Regions from separate parts of the Rattus norvegicus genome. Here region 2 is linked to region 1. The links are chromatin contacts, called in public Hi-C maps. All regions are on one chromosome and are shown on one strand. The core of a region is the stretch at or near the end of the contact, and the rest is flanking DNA. Distances in the headings are between cores, read along the strand shown.

Evidence for each region. A called contact is a pair of places that touch in the nucleus more often than the background predicts.
Region 2: a contact with region 1 is called in a Hi-C map of liver, with 9 times the contacts expected there. The contact joins two enhancer-like sites. A contact is called at or near these places in 3 of 12 Hi-C or Micro-C datasets (kidney and liver).

Annotation. Positions count from the first base shown.
Region 1 is chr3:139,101,440-139,104,217 of GRCr8, reverse strand. No RefSeq gene overlaps it. Among named protein-coding and RNA genes, the nearest start is that of Psmb3l2, 23 kb to the left of the region's middle. Within about 2 kb of position 1,312, at least 4 of the 93 cell types and tissues checked have an H3K27ac peak or open chromatin away from gene starts, as enhancers often do. A contact at or near this core is called in liver, where this site is marked.
Region 2 is chr3:139,157,037-139,160,091 of GRCr8, reverse strand. No RefSeq gene overlaps it. Among named protein-coding and RNA genes, the nearest start is that of Psmb3l2, 33 kb to the right of the region's middle. Within about 2 kb of position 1,326, at least 19 of the 93 cell types and tissues checked have an H3K27ac peak or open chromatin away from gene starts, as enhancers often do. A contact at or near this core is called in liver, where this site is marked.

The DNA.
Region 1 (2,778 bases), core at 63-2,562:
GACTTGCCTAGAGGTGCATCTCCCTCCGTACTGGAGAAAGGCGGAGGTGGGAGAGAGACAAACGGGGAGGGGTGAGCTGAGAGAAAACAAACCTCATCTTGTACATGTATGAAATTTAATCAGTAAAGATGATTAATCACACAATCCGGGTAAATTACAAAAGGTTTATGTTGAAGTGAATTACAAAAAGATAAGAAGGAATGATCTATGTTTGTAATCCCAGTGCTTAGAAGATAGAGGCAGGGGGGATCAGAAGTTCAAGGACAGCCTTAGCTATATAGTGAATTCTAGGCTAACCCTGGCTACATGAGGCCGTGGTAAAAACAGAAGAAGGAAAAAAAAAAAAACAGAACAAAACAAAAATGCCTTTTTAAATAGATTTTATATACGTGACTAAGCTTACTGAAGGTTATTTAAACTTCTCAAGTTAGGACTCCAGATGTTAGAAGAAAACTACACCAGACAGCCAAACTCCAGACACTACAAATTAACTTTTATTATTTGGGTTCTGGAGGTCTTTGTTTTTGTTTTCTCATCAACAAGAATAAAATAAAGACAGTCCAAGAGCACCAGAGGAAATGATTACAGAGACAAGAACAAACCTAACTGATGACATTTGCCCTGGCAAATCATATATTCCCCCAGGTGGATAACGACGGCCTCCTCAATGACATGGCGGCCTAAAGGTAGGACTATAAAGCGGAAATGCATGCGGGGGGTGGGGGTGCTATGAGGAACCAAGGCAGTGAAAAGTAACTTCTCACCATAGGAGAAAGAAGAGGGGAGGGGAAGGAGGGATGGAAAGAAAGGGAAGGAAAAGCAGGACTAGAGATCATGTCCCCGCCCTCTGAAGACAGGATGGGCCTCTGCTCCACTGAGTGTTGCTCTTAGAGACCCAAAAGCTCCATCACTCCAGGTGACCACCAGGTACCCCGGGGAAGTCTTGGCATGGCAAAAAGAAGGTTAGTTTTCTTTTCAGTGTGGGAGATTTCTCCTCTGCCTTAAGCAGTGTAAGCTTTCTAAATAGGTTTGTACAGTAACCAGCATTGGTAGAAAGGTCCAGAAGACCTGAGGCTCCTGCCTCAGGATTTGCCCTATATATAAACAGAAAGATACAGCACAACACTAGGAGACCTCATCTAAAAGTCTCAGCTAAGGCCCCACCCCTCACCAGAGCAGTGCTGGAGAGCTGGCCCCCACAGCATGAGCTCAGAAGAGCTGGCCCCCACAGCATGAGCTCAGAAGAGCTGGCCCCCACAGCATGAGCTCAGAAGAGCTGGCTCCATCTATTGCTGGCTGCGGGAGGCAGGAGAGCCAGACCTGGTACCACAGGTGCAGGAGAGCTGGCGGGCTCACCAGCTCAGCTACCACCGAGGCCCACATCCAGGGCTTTGAGTTGCCTCACCCCAACATCTACCCCATCTATGAACTGCTGGAGCATGTGAAGGGAGTGGGGATGGTCTTATACATCCAAACTGCAGGATCTCCATGACACAGGGCAACAATATCGGAGAGGAGTCCAGGTGAGGATCCAGTATTGATCGTGGAGCAGAAGCCAGAGACCTTGAACCAGACCAATGACTCATTGCAATGAACATTTGCAAGTAAAACTGGGCAAAAGGGCATCCAGTATGACACACTGTGACACATGATGACACTCCATGCCACAATGCAACTTCCACGGTGACACATTTTGGGTTTTGTTTTGTTTTGGTGGGGGAGGTTAAGAGGACTGATATGGAAGAACAGGGAGATGGGTGGGATTGTGTGCGTGGCATGGAATTCACAAAGAATCAATAGAAAACTAAAAAAAAGTCCCAGATAAACTCTGAAAGTAAGATAGCCAGGAAGTTTACAGACTGTGAGACTCTAAAACCACTTTCCCAACATGTAAAGAAAAAAAAGAAAAAACAAGAAAAGAAAAATAGGCCATCCAAGAAACTACATAAGCATGGCTAGTGAATTCGTGGGAAATAAAAGGTTCTGTTACCTCAGACAAGGACTCCATGAACACACTTCCCCTTTCTTTCTTCCTTTCTCTCTTCCTTTCTTTCTTTCTCTCTCTCTCTCTTTCTCTCTCTCTCCCTCTCCCTCCCCCTCTCCCTCTCTCTCTTTCTCTCTCTCTCTTCCTCTCTCTCCCTCTCCCTTCCCTTCTCTCTCTCTCTCCCTTTCTCTCTTCCTTTCTCCCTTTCTTTCTCTTTCTTCCTTCCTTCCTCTTTCTTTCTTTCACTCTCTCTCTCTTTCTCTTTCTTTCTTTCTTTCTTTCTTTCTCTCAACAAGATTTCTTTACATAGCCCTAGTTGTCCTAGAATTCTCTCTGTAGACCAGGCTGACCACAAACCAGATATCTGCCTGCTTCTGCCTCCTGAGTGCTAGGATTAAAGGCACGTGCCACCACCACCCAGAATTTTCCTAATTAATGCTTGATGTGGGAGGGCCCAGATTATGGTGGAAGGTGCTGCCACTGGGTCCTGGTTGATACAAGGAAGCAGTTGAGCAAGCCAGGAAGAGCAAGCCAGTATGTGGTGTTTCTTTATGGTTCCAGCCTCTGCCTGAGTTCCTGCCCTGACTTCTCTCAGTGTTTTGACTGCCATCAGGATGTGTGAGCCAAATAAATCCTTCAACCCCCACAATGCTTTTGGTCAGTGTCTTATTACAGAGAATCAAACTAAGACACAATAGCATTTACATTCGAGAACCATTTAATGTAAACATTGTCTTTAAGAAAATAAGCAGAAAAGAATGTCTTCCTCATAAATACAAAGACAGCCCCATTTG
Region 2 (3,055 bases), core at 77-2,576, 56 kb before region 1:
TCCTTTGTCTTATACTTCCTGCTCCAATTTATCCTTCCCAGATTTCTGGTAGTGTTAATCGCTAACTGTAGATTTATCCGTTTGCAGCAGTTGCCTGGTCAGTGCATTTTATTTGTGAGAATCAGGCCTTGCCTTGCCTATTAGGTCTCCTGTAAGGCCAAGTCACAAAACAGCTTTCAGTGTATTTTTTTTTTTTTTTTTTTACTATTCTCCTATTTTAAAGAACTTGCTTTGCAATGATCAGTAATCATTGTGTTTCATAGTAAATTGAGGAAAAAAATCTGAGGTTTATGAAAATTGTAAGGGTCTGAGAAAATAATTAAAAATAATAATGATAAAACTTAGAGACTATATATGGTGTTAAGACTTTAAAGGTTCAGAATTTTAACATAGTAATCAATGGAGTTTTGATAAATGGCTAATCTGACTCTGGAAAACACTTACTACTACAATGGTCACGAGATCAAAATTTTTAAATTTCCTTTAGTTATTTTCTAAGTAGAGAATAAAAGGCGTTTCTCAAGGTGTGGGTCTACTGCTTTTCCTACAAATGGATTTCTACTCTTATCACAAAATGTGGTAATGCTAATATATCTAAAACTTTTATCTCTTTTTCTAAGCTTTCAGTTCCTGTAAACGTCAGGGAATTGTGACTAGGAGTCACCTGTTACAGGACAAATGGGTCCCAGTAACTATTCCAGTCAACCAACAGCCTAAGCTTCCCCTCCTACTGCTAGTTCCTAAAGGGGGAAGTTCTAAATGGAAGATCTTCCTTTAAGTTCCTAAACTTTAACTTCTGTCCCCAGTCTGTATCTGTCTCAGTACATTTACACTTGGCTGACAGACAGATACTATTCAGAAATCAGCTGCAAACTTCAAAGTTCTCCAAATGGCTGCAAGCCCAGACTTGCTGAAAGCTGATGTAAATCAGTCCAGTCAATACAATTGTCCCCATGACTTCAGCTGGGTCAACAAACAAGATGCTTGGCGTGAACTCCTACCCCCACTGCCTGAACTTCCAACTCTTAGCCTTTGGCTGGCATTTCAGTCTTCACGGGTCCTGACAAGGCCCTAATTTTAGTTGAGAAGCAGTTACAGCAGAGAGTATGTCACCCCCCTTTTTTTTCCCCCCGGAGCTGGGGACCAAACCCAGGGCCTTGCGCTAGCTAGGCAAGCGCTCTACCGCTGAGCTAAATCCCCAACCCCCCGATGTCACCCCTTATCCTCAAGAAAAGCCTAGAATATTAGATCAATATTAGATCTAAGGGGAGCTGGGACCTGGCTGGAAGGGAACACACCTCATCATCCTGACCACCCCTACTGCTGTCAAGGTAGACCACATCTGCACCTGGATACATCACTCTCAGATGAAGTACATCACAGGGGACCACAACCCAGCTGCAGAAAATGGATCATCACCGAGGCCTGAGAAGATAGACTAAAGATATGACAGATGCAGATTGTAGACTAATAACCTTGTTTGTCGTAACCATGTTCCCTTTTGCTTTTCATTGGATGTATGTCTAGATCCCCTTTAAGAGTAAACACAAATTTGCTATAAATGTCTCAGAGCTCCTGGCCACCAACTCGTCAGGTGAACATTCCTTCCTTCACTGCCTGGTTGAAACTTTGGTTTGCATGTGAAGATGGTTTGCAACTTTGCTTGCCTATTTGGCAGATGTATCAATCCCCAAAATTATGTACCTTGGTATCCCTATACCCCTGGAAGTACATTTATGATAGTCTAGTAGGGAGAAAACATATATGCAAAACCACACAAGCTCTCCCAGCCTCCATGTTCAAGAGAAAAAAAAAACGTGTAATTCCCCTTGTAATACTCCTCATAATACGCTTAGGGTTAGAAACAGCAGGAGTCACTCTCAGCACCACTGGTATAGTAATAGCTGACATTAACCACTGGTACAGCAATGGCTGACATTAACCACTGGTACAATAATGGCTGGCATTAACTTCAAAGATCTAGGATGCCAAATAAATCAGGATCTGTCTATATTAGAAAAAAATCTATTGCCAAGCTAGAAGAACAGGTGGATGCATCAACTGAGGTGGTTCTACAGCATGGGAGAGCACTTGACCTGCTCTATGAAGAGCAAGGAGGTTACTGTACAACTTTAGAAGAGAATTGTTATTCCTATACAAACCATTAAGGAATCACTAGTGATAACTTAGCTATGCTCTGGCAGGGGTGGGGGTAGGGGACTTGCAGAAAGGGAAAAGGCCAGAAAAGGAAAAAAGGAAAGGAAATGAAACAAACAAATAAAAAAAATCAACCCGATTGGTTCCCATTCTCTTTCTTGGGCTCTTCCTGGCTAGTTACTCTGCCTCCTGCTCCTGCTGATTAGGGTTGACCCTGCATCATTAGTGCTTTAACCAGATATATAAATTCCCACTTAGGAGCTATTCAGCTGATGGCAATCAAGTCCCAATATGAACAGGTACTGTGATGGTTTGTGTAAGCTTGGCCCAGGGAGTGGCACTATTAGGAGGTGTGGCCTTGTTGGAGTAGGTGTGTCATTGTGGGCATGAGCTTAAGACCTAGCTGCCTGGAAATTAGTCTCCTCACAGCAGCCTTCAGATGAAGATGTCGAACTCTCAGCTCCTTCTGCACCATACCTGCCTGGATGCCGCCATGCTCCTGCCTCAATGATTATGGACTGAACCTCTGAACCTTAAGCCAGCCCCAGTTACATGCTGTCCTTATGGTCATGGTGTCTGTTCACAGCACTAAAACCCTAAGACAGGTACCCACCACAGAGTTGAGGATTTAATTCAGGGTATCACTCAAGAGAGAAATATGATGGCTAATATTATGTAAATAGATATTTTTTGGTTTAAAGGTTTAAAAATCTCTGAGCTTAAGGGAACTGTAAAGCAAAATTGAGAATTCAAAATGTTGGGGTTGGGGATTTAGCTCAGTGATAGAGCACTTGCCTAGCAAGCACAAAGCCCTGGGTTTGGTCCCCAGCTTGGGGAGGGGGGGGGATTCAAAATGTTAAGAGCTGTTAAGAGTTAATTTTTTTACTGCTGTTTCTGC